Regions from separate parts of the Mus musculus genome. Here region 1 is linked to region 2. A link is a contact called in public promoter capture Hi-C data. All regions are on one chromosome and are shown on one strand. The core of a region is the stretch at or near the end of the contact, and the rest is flanking DNA. Distances in the headings are between cores, read along the strand shown.

Evidence for each region. Promoter capture Hi-C pulls out the DNA fragments that hold promoters and counts their contacts.
Region 1: a contact with region 2 is called in a promoter capture Hi-C map of pre-B cells, with 2.3 times the contacts expected there. The contact joins the promoter of Rgs10 here to the promoter of Sbk1 in region 2. A contact is called at or near these places in 2 of 39 promoter capture datasets (liver and pre-B cells) and 1 of 9 other capture datasets (liver).

What each region holds. Positions count from the first base shown.
Region 1 is chr7:128,415,890-128,423,676 of GRCm38.p6, forward strand. It overlaps Rgs10 (regulator of G-protein signalling 10), which reads right to left and starts at 2,283. Exons shown (of 5, transcript NM_026418.2): 1 at 2,177-2,283. The coding sequence starts at 2,225.
Region 2 is chr7:126,267,096-126,273,827 of GRCm38.p6, forward strand. It overlaps Sbk1 (SH3-binding kinase 1), which reads left to right and starts at 5,401. Exons shown (of 4, transcript NM_145587.3): 1 at 5,401-6,004.

The DNA.
Region 1 (7,787 bases), core at 1,033-3,532, 2.1 Mb after region 2:
CTTGGCTCCTTTTCTTGATGTTGGGTGGTGATGATAGTGACCAAACTGGCAGGGGCTCGTGTCCTTTCACAGGGCAGCAGAACTTATACCCACAGATTTCAAGGAAATTGGGCTCTGGCCATATAGACATCCAACACCAAGCACTGCTATTTCCCTGCTGGCCTTTGTATCACTGGTGTGGGCAAGCTTCATCAGGGTTAGTCTGTTGCCCTGGAACAGATACATGCTAGCAATGACTGTGAAACTGCCTTTCAGTTTGGGATTGCAATCTGGCCGTATGCAAAAGCATCCCAAATCCAGGTATCTGTCACAATTCAGTGGTTCTATTTGTATTATATTCTGGCCAAATATAATTTTAAGCAGCAAGCAACCTAGGCAAGGCTAGACGGAACTCCCCTACATGATGGAAAAAGAAAGAAAAGGAAACTAGTAAGCCCCACACCTTTATCATGTATCCAGCATTGCACTTGGGGCTTCTCAGGTTTAACTGCTGATCCTACTATTAGTAATGTAAGCATATCCTTATCAGAATTAAAACCTGTAGTTAATGGCTAGCAACACGGTTCAGTGGGTAAGGATGCTTACATCCAAACCTGACGGCTTGATTTTGACTACTGGGACCTATCGGTAGAAGAAAACTGATTTCCATAAGTCATCCTCTAACCTCCACATACAAGCTGTAGCATGCAAACACACATATGCACACACACACACACACAGAGACGCACACGAGCACACACATACACATGATAAATATGATCTAAAATAAAATTTAAGTATGTAGTTAAGTCCACAGCTTCCTGAAATCCACTGTTCCAGCCTTGATGTCTGACATATGTTGATATGTCCCACCACAGTTCATTTCAGTCCACCTATGACGTAGCAACCAGTTCCCAGATGCCCTGAACATTTAGCAATTGGTTCTTGCAAGCTACACTGAGCCAGCACCAGCACAGCTCTGCGGCACAGAAAGGTCCAAGGACATTCATTATTCAGTGTGGCGGAGTGGCAGAGTCAAGGTTGGAGTTTAACTCCGGTGCCTAGAATCTGACCACCACTCAGTGTCAGCCATCAGCATCACAAGGGAATGTGACCACTCGGGAACACTAATGGAGCATTTCAACGCATATTAAGACAACAGTGCAAACTCTTTACAATAACTCTATGGAATCTGACTTTAGTGGGGTTGTCTTAAATAATTAATGAAATGATTTGCATGTGGCTGATGGGGGGGGGGGAGTCTCCAATTAAGCACTTAAAGCTACCCTTTGCACATCCCCAGTCACAAAGAAGTTGCACAGCTGTCGAGTGGTGGCCAAGGGATTGGGTCTATGTCTGATTGCAGCCGCTTAACCACGTTTGATATTTACGTGAAAAGAGGAAACCGGCTAAAGCGTAGTGAATCTCTGGGCGACAGAAAAGCAAGCCTTTGAACCCCGAACCCAGAGTCAAGCAAATAAACCTACGTTTAAAAAAATCCATCAGCTAAGAGTAGAGCAGGTTACCCAACACCCTGGCTTTAGAGCCCCACCCCTCCGACGCGGCTGCTCTAATGGTGAAGACAAGAGAAAGCACACAAGGTGTCAACACAGCTCCTGGCCACAACCTAAGCCATCAAAGAGTGTTAGGTGTTATTAAGAACAAAAAGGATGGCACGATTCAAATCACCATTTCTGCACCGTGGGTTCTTTGTCTTGCCAAGTTGCCCCAAACTGTGGGTCAGGCAGGTTCAGGGGGAAAAACAAAGTGACTCCCCCGCCGTGTCACACAAGTTCCTCCCCCGCCCTGGTGTGCAGCCACCTTGGGACTCCACTTTTTTTGGCGCCGCGGGGCCGGCCACTCCGGGGATGCAGAGGTCCGGCGGAGCATCCTTCCCATTCCGCCCGAGAAAGAGGCTGCACGCAGGAGGGAAGCCTGGCTTCCCACGCTGCCTCGGAGTGAGGGGCTGTTAATGTGTCTCCCGTGGTTCCCAGACCTTCTCTAGAAAGAAAGCTGCTCTGACTCCCGCTTCAAGCCCAACTTCCTCCCCGGGCGGCTCCCCGGCTCTGCGCTCCCGCCGCGGCTGGGACAGAGCGAGCGGGGAGGAGCGCGGCTGCTGTCCGGGCGGCACAGCGAGCCGCGCCAGGGGACCCGGCGACCCCGTCCTTCCCGCGCCCAAGCGCCCGCAACCGCTTACCAGACGGCGGCCGCTTCCTGCTCAGTCGGCTCACGGCGCGGGTGAACATCGCCGCGGGCGTCCAGAGGACGGAGCAGCCGGGCAGCGCGGCGGCTAAGCCCGAAGAGGGCAAGGAGGAGGAGGAGCCCGCGCGACGCCGCCCCTCCAGGCTCCGCCCGCCGCCTCCTCCCCGCCGCGCTCCCCTCTCCCTGCCCACCCGCGCCCGTGGGCACTGGGTCCAGCCCTCAGTTACCCGCGCAGGGCAGGGCGCGGTGGCCCCGGGTGACCCTCAGCTCCCGCGCACATCCCGGTCCCTCCCCTCGCGGCCTGGAGACATACAGCGTTCGGTGTCCCTGCCAGGCCCGAGTCACCTCCCAGATCGCCCCCGGGTCTACCCGATTCCGTGGGCGCGCGGCCTGCTCACGCCGCGAATGCCCGGGAGGCGTCACCAGAGTCCCGAGCCAAGCCGCCGCGAGTGGGCGCCCACTCTGGCCCACGCCACGCCTGTGCCGGGGCTTCCAAGCCCCGGGACAAACCTCGGAGAACGCTGTCTGGAGCCTCTGCGGTTTCAGAGTGGATCTGAGCGCGCCAGCACATTTTTTAACTTGGACGACACTTGGGTGCAGTCTCAGGAGAACCTTTGCGCTCAACTACCGGAATCCTGTAGATCCCAGCGCCGGGCTCAACGCTCCTCCTGGTGCCAGTCACCTGCTCAGCGCCGCGCTCCACGCTCATCTAGTTTCCCATTTCTTTTTACCAAACAGCCCAAGAGGGGGGTGTCGTTAGCCCCATTTTCTTGAGCATTCGGTTTGCAAGGAATTGTCTTTCTGGCGAGTTTTATTTTTCTCCTTGTGGGTCTGGCTTTGTCTCGAAATTGGTCTTTATTTTTAGCTGTGCTAATTGCTATTTTTCTAAACCATTCCCCAGTCGCCCCCCCAACCCCCCGCGCGCGTTCTTTCGCAGGATTTTCACTAGTTGGCACTTTCCTTTATATCTTCTATTCTGAGCTTCCCATTTTGCTCTATTTTCCTCCCTTTTTGTCCACCCTGCAGTCCCAACGCCACCTCAGCCCTGGCCCTCTGTGGTTATTCACCATCTCTCTGCCTACCCTTCCCCACTCCATCATTTCCAAACACGGCCATTTGTGCTATCCAAAGAGGATGTTCCGTCCCCTGAAGGCTGCAGAGGTCTTCAGCTGCGGCTTGCAGGTGAGCACCATCAGTGTGGCTTCCAAGCCGGGGTTTCTGAATGTCTCCAGCTGCTATTGCCGCCCGCCCCCCCCCCAAGCTTCCTGGCCATTGAAATAGCTCTTGGGTCATAGGCTCTGTAAAAGCTGAGCCTAAACCGACACAGACACAGACATAATGGTGCTCTCCTTTAATCCCAGCAACCCCAGCACTCCGGAGGCAGAAGCAGGAAGATTCTTTGAGTTAGAGGACACCCTGATATACATAGCAATGTCTAAGGCAGCTACATAGAGAGTCAGAAGGAAGGAGTCAGAAGGGAGGGAGGGAGGGAGGGAGGGAGGGAGGGAGGGAGGGAGAGAGAGAGGGAAAGAGGAAGGGAAGGGAATGAAGGAAGGAAGGAAGGAGAGAGAGAAGGCAAAACCAAACCATCCCAGTGGGATCACTGCATTCTGAGAACAGTAACAAAATTTTCCCTGCCCACCTCCATTGAAAGCGTCCCCAGAGGCTGATCACAAATACACCGAAGCTAACACAGGAAAGGAGGAGACTCTAGCACAATGGAGTAGAAGTTAGACACAGGCAGCCAAAGCCAGCAGCACTAGCAGCCAGGTTCTTCCCACCGTGCCGGCAGCAAGCCTGGTGTGGTCTAAGACATGCTCCGAGGGAGGCCGTACTGAGAGAACAGCTCCAAGCTTCTTAGACAATGGGAAATAATGGGGAAGGTTAGCAGCTTTAGGTCCCCTTCTCCGTCCTGTGAGCTTGTCAAAAGACCGGGGCTAAGAGTGAGTAAACAATTTAATTTTCTTTTTTGTTTGACTCACAAAATCGGTACTGGGAGCTGGAGAGATGGCTCAGTGATTCAGAGCGCTTGCTCTTGCAGAGCACTGGGGTTCAATTCCCAGCACCCATGTCCTCTCACAGTCATCTGTAACTCCAGTCCCAGGGGATCTGATGTCCTCCTCTGACGTCTGCAAGCTCCAGACGCACGTACGCTACACATTCATACCTGGCAGACAAAACACTCACATACATAATGTCCAAAGATCCAAAAGCCAACATTCACGTGTCGTGTGCATCAGACCCAGAATAAAGTAAAAGGCCTATGCTGAGATACAGCTCTGATCCTGGGGATTGAGGTGGAGGCAGAGGCTGCTGGATCTCTGTGAGTTTGAGGCCAGACTGATCTACATAGAGAGTTCCAGAATAGCCAGGGCTACACCGTGAGATCCTGTCTCAGAACAAAATAAAACAAGTAGGAGGGGAAGAGCCCCCCCCTCAAGCTGTCAGAGCAGGATCACCTTTTCACACAGGTATGTTCTAGGCACAATCTCTGTCCCAAGCGAAACACACATCCTCCGAGGGATCCCCAAGTCTCTCTCCCTCTGCAGCTTCTCATTTACACCCTCAAAAGCAATGATGGCAGCTGATTGGCCCAAAAGGTAAACAGGTTAGGCCCCATTCCTCCCACTGCTGGCTGTACATTTAGATCAAGGACCACCTATCACAGCAGACAAGAAGCAGTGGCCTTGGAGTTCTTCCAATAGGTTGGAATTTCAGAGAGTAAGCTTTACTGGTCAGTTGCCTTGTTCTACCCAGGAATTTAAAACTCTGAGGATGGGCGAGATGGCTCAGTAGGTACCAGAACCCACGTGGTGGAAAGAGAGATCCGACTCCTGAAAACTGTCCTCTGACTCCCACATTCACACCATGACACATGCACTCGTGTTTTGTTTGTTGAAATGGGGTCTCTCTAATGCAGCTCTGCCTGGCAGTCTTAGAACTCTCTACATAGACCAGGCTAGCCTTGAAGTTTACAGAGCTCCACCTGCCTCTGCCTTCCTAGTGCTGGGATTAAAGGCAATATGCCACTACACCCAGCCCAATATGTATACTCTTAAAACACTTATACAGTGTGGGGACTAGAGAGGTGTGTCCGTGATTAGAACACTTGTTGCACTTGCAGAGGCCCTGGAGTCAATGCTCAGGAGCCACATCGTGACTCACAACCACCTGTAACTCCAGTTGCAGAGAATCTAACAAGCATGCATGTGGCATACATGCATGCATGTGTGCAAGGAAAACATTCACACACATAAAGTAAGGTAAAAATATCTAAATAAATAAATAAGTGTTGTAAAATTCTGTTAAGTCTGGCTAGTGCTGTATAGTTCAGTTGCTAAGCAAGCACCAAGCTGTGGGTTTGATCTCCAGCACTAAGTAGAACAGGGGTATGTGATGAATAGTGACTGTACATATCTGTAACGCCAGCACTCGGGAGGAGGAGTCAGGAGGGTCAGAGAATTAAGATCACCCTTGACTACATAGTGAATTTAAAGCTAGTCTGTGCTACATGAAACTCAGTCAAAAAAAAAAAAAAAAACAAAAAAAACCAAAAACGTTAAACTGTTAATAATTGTCTTCATTTTGTGACATACATACACAATTGTATATAATACATATGTATTTACATGGGAGTATGTATGTGAAACCCTTTGAGGTAGGGCTGAATATACAAATGGATCAACTCTAGGCTCCAAGTCAACCCACCTGATACCCGTCCTGACCGTGCACCTGACCAGCACAACGTCCTCACAAATCACAGCCTCATGGGGACAGGATGACACCTACATGCTGAAGGTGTGGTTGCAGCAGTAAGAAATACAAAAAGCACCTGGCGTAGTGCCTAGCACATGTAGGCGCACAGAGAAATCACTGGAATCTAGACTACTCCCACTCCCACTGCAAGCTGTTTCCGTAAATAGTAAACCTCAGCCTACACACAGGCGGGAAGGTTTTGGGAGTGTTTGCTTTGCTTATGTGTGGTGCTGGGGATGAAGCCCAGAGCCTTGTGGTGCTAGGCAAGCTATCTCTACCGCTGAGCTAGACCTCAATCCTGGTTTTTTGTTTTTTTCTTTTTTAATTAAAGGGAGTTGACACCGTAGTAACCCTGTGATGTGCACAAGGTAGTTACTAATAGTAGCTCTTGCAAGATGTAAGCCCTTACGCTACTCAATTGGTTGAGGAGGCAGACACGGTAAGATGCTATTTGGCATTGTGCATGCGAGTCTTTGAAGTATTTATGTCCGTTGAGCCAGTAAATAATTTGACAACCAGTCATTTTTGCCCAAAAGTAAAAAGAATAATCAGTGCAATTATTACATGTATCATTGCATGTTTCTTCTTGGTGCTATTTATAGTAGATAGAAATGCCCACTCGGAAGATGACCAAGCTACAACACACTCCTTTGATAGACTATTTAACAGTTGTAAAAGACCATGTGCTGGAAAGAAATGTGACTAAGTTGGCAGAGCACTTTCCTAGCATGCAGGAAGCCCTGGATTCCACCCGCAGCAACACATAAACTGGGTGGTGTAGTGGATGGTTTTAATCCTGGCCCTCAAGAGGTGGATGCAAGCTATCAGGAATTCAAGGTCATTGTTGACCACGTGTCGAGTTTGAGGTCAGCCTTGACTACATGAGACCTTGCCTAAAAAAACCACCAACAACCACAAAACAAAAGACCAAATGAAGCTCATGTGATGTTGTGCAAGCAGACTTTTAACAAAACTTTCACAGAAAAATAGAATCCCCTGGACCCACATCTCAGTGGAACAAGAGAACTGACTTCCTGCAAGCTGCCCACTAACCATGCACATACACAATAAATAAGTAGATAGATAGATATGTGGGTGGATGGATAGATAGATAGATAGATAGATAGATAGATAGATAGATAGATAGTAATAAATACTTTGATAAGCCTGGCTGGGGATATAGTTCAGTTGGAATGCCACACATGTACACTGTGGCACATACACAACCAAACATATATATAATAAAGGAAGGAGGGAAGGAAGGAAGGCAGGAAGGAAGGAAAGAAGGAAGGGAAGAAGGAAGAGAGAGAGAGAGAGGGAGGAGGGAAGGAGAGAGGAAGGAAGGAAGGAAGGAAGGAAGGAAGGAAGGAAGGAAGGAAGGAAGGAAGGAAATAAAAGTCTTACAAGCCAGGCAGGGCACATAGCTCAGTTGGTAGAGTTAGCCCTCAGCTTTTTTAATGGATAAGGTCAATGTTTCTGTTATATATTAATGTTTTGAAAGATGGCTGCAGCTTCTACACTTTTTTTTTTTGAGACAAGGTCTCACTCTGTACTCACTCTGTAGGTAGCCCTGACTGGCCTGGAACTCACAAAAATCCATCTGCCTCTACCAGAGAGCCAGAAATCGGAAATTGGAACCTAACTGAAAGCCTCATTCGGGTTTAATGATGCAAATGTGTAAGACTCTGTTTTTACAAATTTCTACCTAATTTTAGTGAGTATTCAAACTAATGTGTTATATTATGTGACATTATGTAATGTAATGGCTTCCTCATGACGTCTTTGTACTTACGTATCATTATACTTTACTAAAGCCCCGTCATTGTCCTCTTCTTCACAGTTGCCATTTT
Region 2 (6,732 bases), core at 4,151-6,650:
AGCAGTTGAGCAGTGGAGACAGGAGCATCAGAAGCTCAAGGTTATGCTTGGTTCTACAGCAAGTTCAAGACCAGTATGGGCTGTTTTGAGAATCAGTTCTCAAATTAAGGCAGGAAAGAGAGGAAGGAGGGAGGAAGGGAGGGAGGGAGGGAGGGAGGGAGGGAGGGAGGGAGGGAGGGAGGCAGATGAACCTGCGATGTCAGCAGTTGGGAGGTTGAGGTAAGAGGACGGATGGTGAGTTCTGGTTTAGCCTCTAATATACAGTGAGACTCTGTCTTGAGGGGAACAATAATCACATTTGTCAAAACTTCCACAGAATAGTTTTCAATTGTTTTAGAAAAATGTGTAGTTGTGGTGGGTAGAGATTACCCCTGAGGCCAATGCTAACAGTTTATCATCTCTGCATCCCATAATCCTACTAAGAAATGAACCATAACCAACATGGATCCTATCATGGATCCTCCCCCCCAATCCCAGATCTTGAGTTTATTCCAGGAATAGCCACTCCCCTGACATTACAGACATTGCCTTTATACTGCAGACATTACATTACTGCCTTTGGCTAGCTCTCCAGCAAGGAGCAGAGTTTCTGCCTCAAAGCACAGCAGGCCTGCAGAACCACAGAGAAGCAGGTCTTTGCTCCAACTGCATCATACGGCACTTGTCAGCATCAGTGGCTTCCTGCTGGCCACCCACGGTCGCAGTTGTATTTCCACGTGGGGCAGAGAGCACAAGAACACTGTTGGAACGCTCTGATGCTCCCGTGGGATGAATTCCAAACAGAGATTTCAGAGACCTGCTGCCCTCAGCTACTGAACCCCGGATGCCCCATTCTCTCTGAGCCAGCCTGAGTTTGGGTGGAACCCTAGCACAAGCGGTTCAGATCTGTCCTCAGGGGCCCTGGATACTTCTGCTCCAGCTGCCTGGACTTTCTATATCTGTGCACTCAAATGACATCATATCTGTCATCTTAATCCTAATTTGCCTCCTGAATTACCCAGTCACCAGTATCACCAGCTACAGGGGCTGCTCACCAGCATCAGTGCTCTAGGCGTAGGGTCGGGGCTAAAGGAGGCACAGATTATTGTCAGATTTCAAGAGACCTGGCAATGGAAGAGAGGGGTGGGGAGGGCAACGCTGGGCAGCAAGAGCCTAGAATGCTTCCATAAAGCCAGTGGGAAGCCCTGGACACAAAGCTGCCATTAAAGGAGCGTTATGTGCCCAAGTAACTGCTCAACACTACTTCCCCCAACTAGGGATCAACTAGCAGGAAGCAAATGGGAGACTTCTTTGTGAACAGTGGGCTGGTTCACGGTGGCTGCTACTGGAAGTGGGTGATTCCAGTCCCAAACAGGGCAGGTCTGAGAGGCAGAAGTTTAGACCATCACCGCCCACCACTTACCCTGCACAATTCCATGGATCCCGTGAGCCTCCTCCTATGTGAAAACGATGAAGAGGAAGGCAGGAGAATCAAGCTGTGCTCTTTGCACCTTGCTACAGACTGCTGGGGGCCCATAGCAGGCTCTCATTATCTCCTCTCCCATTGACTAACCACTGAATTAACCACTGACTTCACTAAGGCTTGGGCTGGTTGTGAGGGGTCACCCAGTGGTGTGACCCAACCTCCAGTCCTTGTAAATCTGAGGGCTTGGCTTTATCTTTTTTCTTGTTTTCTTGTTCTTCAAGACAAGTTGCTTTTGAAGACAAGGTTTCTCTGTATGGCCTTGGCTGTCCTGGAACTAGCTCTATAAACCAGGTTGGTCTCAAACTCAGAGATCTACCTGTTCCTGGGTCCTGAATGCTAAGATGAAAAGCATATGCCACCACCGTCCAGCTGCCTGACTTTCATAATCAACCAATACCCAGTTTCTGCATTATCTTCTCTTGCTTCTGCTTTGTGAAGTCAGCCCTGCCCTATTCTGCCAGGGGTTTGCATCTTCTTTGCTAGCCCCAAAACATATGGAGCCCTGAGTTTCCTAGCTTGCGTTTAAGGAGAATATGTGTTGCCTGCAAGAGTGCTTGGCCTATGGGAATCAGTTGCTGAGAGGGCAACTGGGAAGGGATTCCCCACAATTCGTTGTAGCAACCTTTTTGTAATTGCTTTGTGGATAATCAAAGCCCCAACTGAGGAATCAAGGGAGTTTTTGCAGGAGGAAGCCTTGAACTGGGGAACGCTGTAACAAAACACCTGTGACAAGAGACTTATAGAAAAGAAAGCTGTGTTTTGGCCCAAGGTTTTAGAGGCTTTAACCATTTGTTTGACCCTGTTGATGTGGGGCCAGTGGCAAGGCAGCGCCCCATGGGGGGACCTTGTGGCAGAGAAAGCCTGTTTATAACATGGCCAGGAACAAAAGGAGAAAAAAGTGTCCCACAATTCTTTTTGAGAGCAAGTCCTCAAATTACCTGAAACATCCCACCACGCCCCACCTTTTAAAGGTTCCCATCACCATTCAATAGCACGAAGCTTGAGGCCCAAGCTTTCCTTGTTGTTTTAAAAGGTATTTTTAATTATTTTATCTTCCTTTATGAGGTTGTTGCCTGTGTGTATATCTGTGCATTACTTGCATGCATGCTCGGTGCTCTAGAAGGTCAAAGGAGGGCACCAGATCTCCTGGAACCGAAGTTACAGACCGTTGTGAACTGGGACCTCTGGAAGAGCAGCCAGTCCTTTTAACCACTGAGCCATCTCTCCAGTGCAAGGACCAAGCTCTTGATATATGCCCTTGGGAGACATTTAAGAGCCGGCTATAGCAACAACCATGGCCAAGAACATGTCAAGGCCTGTTTCCCTGAATGAGGATGTACTCTCAGCTCCAGTGTCTGGGGACTCCGTTATAAGACACAAGAAGATACCCTTTCTCTTCCAGTCTCCTGCTCTTACACCCAGTCACTCACACAGACACCCCCAGCCCTGCCAAGTTGCTTGTTTGAAGCACCAATACCTCATTTTGGAAGGGGCGGGGGAAAGGCAGGGAGGCTGGGATGAAGTGGAAGAGAGCAGGCAGCTACAGAATTGTTTTAGAGGATAACTTGTGTGGAAATTAGCAGACAAGGTTGGTGTTATGGACGGAAGGAACCAAATGTACAAAGATGTGGAAAAGCAAGAAGTTGATGTTCCAGAAGAGCTTGCTGATGCCAAGGCTGAGTGGAGAAGAGAGATTCCCTGGACTGGTGTGGCAAGCAGGCACTAGATGCTGACAGCCTGCAGCACAGGGCATCTTTGGATTTCTGTTGCTGTGAACAGACACCGTGACCACAGACACTCTTATAAGAAAACATTTAGTTGGGACTGGCTTACAGTTCAGAGGTTTAACCCAATATCATGGCGGGAAGCATGGAAGCAGACAGGCAGACAGAGCGCTGAAGAGGTAGCTGAGAGTTCTATACCCATTTCCTCAAGCAGCAAGAAGAGAGAGTGACCCTGGGCTTAGCTTGAGCATTTGAAACTTCAAAGCCTACCCCCAATGACACACTTTCCTCCAACAAGGTAACAGCTCCTAACAGTGCCACTCTCTAAGAACTTATGGAGGCCATTTTCCTTCACACCACAATACAGCGTAAGCTTTACCCTGGAGGGGACAGGGGATGCTTGGCAAGCTCATTAGGAATGCAACCTAAGAGACATTGTTCTCAACAGAGCTGGTGCCCACAAAGGACCTGGTTTCCAGAAAACTAACTTTCAGTAAAAGTGGGAGGAAGGTGGGCTAGGATTACAAGTAGCAGTAGCAGTAGTGTGGGCTGCCAAGCAGAAGTCTGCGCATCAGCTTTGGGTGTTTGTTTCTTCGTTTCTTCGTCCAGTTCTGGGGACTGAGTCCAGGGTCTTCCCTATGCCAAGACTGAGCCACATTTCTAGTTCCTGTCTGTAGTTTATTCAACTTAGGTGTGTGTGTGTGTGTGTAGAGGGCAGAAGTTGACATTATCAGGTGTATTCTTCAATCCCTCCCCAGCTCATTTAACTTTTTGTGGGTGCGTGGTATGCATGCATATGTGTGTGTTTGCATGTATGTGGGGTGCACATGCATGTGTGTGCATGTGCAGACGGAGGTTGATTCTCTTGTTCTCTATTTTACAAATTGAGGCATGGTTTCTCACTTGAACCTAGAGCTGACTCATTCGGCTAGTCTTGCTAGTCAGCTTGCTCTGGGGATCCTGTCTGCCTCCTAAATGCTGGGATTCTAGGCTGCTACACCTGCCCAGCCATAGCTGAGTCCTGGGGGCCTGAACCCTGGTCTTTAGCAGCATCTCGCTTGGTTCCCCTTCTCCCCTCCCGTACTTATTTATTTATTCAGAGACTGGGTCTTTCACTGGAACTCACGGATCAGATCAGGCTGGTCCCTGGGATCCACCTGTTTCTGCCTTCCCAGGGCTGGAACTACAGGTGTCATGGCACTGGAGGAACTCAAGTCCCTCATGCTTGCCTGGCAAGCACTTTACTTAATAAGCCGTCTTCCCAGCTCCACCTAAGGCTACCTGAGTTTGCAATAACCAGCTCTAAAAGTTCTACCAGCAGCTGGAGTGGTTGGAAGAGGATGCTAATTTGAGAAAACAATCTGATCAGAGATTAAAAGGAGGAGAGATTTTGGGTGCGTCGGGGGCTTTTTCTATGAATAAAATAGTATGCTGCATGGGAGACTGGGCCTCTGGAAGGATGCGTTCGTTGTTCCCACTCTGTCGCCATCTCTGCTCGATCGCCCCACCTGCATCCAGGCTACAATTTCCGGTTAATGAACAAAGCTCTTCACACCCGGGTGGCTTTGCACAGCTGCTGCTTCAGCCAGGAACCCCCCACCCCCTTCTTCCGTTCTGCTATACACCTTTAATCCCAGCTTTTCCTTAAACTTACTTCGCGGTCTCCCTACAGCAGAGCTCGAAAGTTCTGCCTGAACCCTGCACGGCCCCACAGACCCCAGGTCTCTGAGTAGCCTAGTAGTCTTATGAGGTCCCCTGGAAATCGAATGGATAGGTGGAAGGATGAATGGGCAGACAGGCGGGTGAACAGATGGACCGGTAGTTGAATGAGCGAGTGCATTCTGAATAGGAGAGCTCGGATTTATTTTTCTTCTTTGAAACAGATCCAGGCTCCGCCCCACAAGCACAGGCTGGAATAGTCTGGGACAGTCTAGCCCCTCGGGGACCAAGCAGCTGGACCAGGTGACCCTCTGTGACTCCCCCGAGCCCTCTCTAACCTCGTTCTGGCCCCCTCCTGGGCTCTGACCTAGAAAAAGAAGCTTATGCCAATGACCGGCGGGCCTTAGGACCCCGCGTGGCCGGAAAGCGGGCGGGGCATCGTGCGGCTCCCGCGGCGGTGGGGAGGTCCAGGCCCGTGGCGCCTGGCGGGAGGGCGCGGCGGGAGTGCGCGTGCGCGGAGCGCGCACCCGGCGCGGCGGACAAAGGCGCGTGCGGCGGCGCGCGAGGCGGAGGGCGGAGCGGCGGGCGGGCAGGTACGCGCCGGCGGGAGGCGGAGCCGCGAGGCCGCGATGGAGCGCAGCCCGGGCGGGCACCGGCGCTGGAGCCCGAGTGCCGGGCGGAGCGGGAGCCTCAGCCGGAGCCGCAGCCTCAGCCCGCGCCAGGCCGGGGCAGGAGCCCGCAGGGCCGGGCTGCTCGCAGCGGCGGCGCCCGAACCCCCCAGCGGCTGAGCGGTGACCTCCATCCTCGCACGCGGCTGCTGGGACGCAGCGACCGATCCAACCCGGGCCCCCCAAGATCTGCTTGCTACAACCGCACACCTCAAGACACAGAGAGACCCAGGCTTGGGGCGCTAGCCTCCCTAATCCGCTACTCCGGCACACAGGGACCCCAAACCTAGGACAGCAAGATCCTCTTGCTAACGAGAAGCCGCGGGCACCCCAAAGCCTCGGGACCCGGGCGACCAAGCCCCTTGCGACGCCTTCAGCGTCCCGGCTCATGGTGGTAGTGGTGCCCTGAGCCCCTCTCGGGCCGGGCAGACGAAGATCGACACGGCGCCCAGGCCCCCTGCCGCGGCGTCCCCGCGGCCCCAGCCCAGGTAAGTGGGACCCAGGTGAGGGGCGGCAGGTGAGTGGTACCGAGGTCCCTAGAGTCCTGCAGGTGGGGAAGGAAGTCCAGAGTGCGCGCTCCCCCTCCTCAGCGTCGCCATGGAGCCGAGGCTGAAGGACGTCTCTTTGTGTCTCGCTTGGAGGAGCCGCCCCCTCCTCCTCTCCCTTCCCCCACCTTCCACCCCAACCCTGAGATTTGGGCACAGCTTCGGACCCCGGGAGAGAGGAGTTGCGACGCCCTGGAGAGGGGTTAGAAGGTGGAGAGTCTCCCCGGAATAGCCTGGAGCCTTAGACCTTAGGTCCTTTGAAGAATAAAGACACGTAACTATCATCTCCCAAAGACCAAGCTGAGTTCTTAAGTGACACCCACCCTCCCCACAGGAAAGAGAAAATTTGGGGCGCCCAAAGGTGAGAGGTGCCTGCATTCTGCAGCTCTGGGTGACAGCTGGGGCTTTGGGTGTGTGCCTTTGTCTGAGAGGGCAGGGAAGGGGCGTGTTTGAGAGGATGAGTCTCTTATTTTCTGACTCTGAGACCCCAGCTCAGGTCTCAGTGGGGCTCTTTATCCAGTCCCTCTTTGTGCTCCCTGCAGAACAGGGAGAGGACAAGCCCTCTCAGTGAACAGCTAGTTTGGGGGAGGGAGGTACCCTGAATGAAGAAACCATTTCGGGTCAGAGCACCTTTCTGCCCCTCTAAGTCCCAAGGACAGCAAACCTGAGTG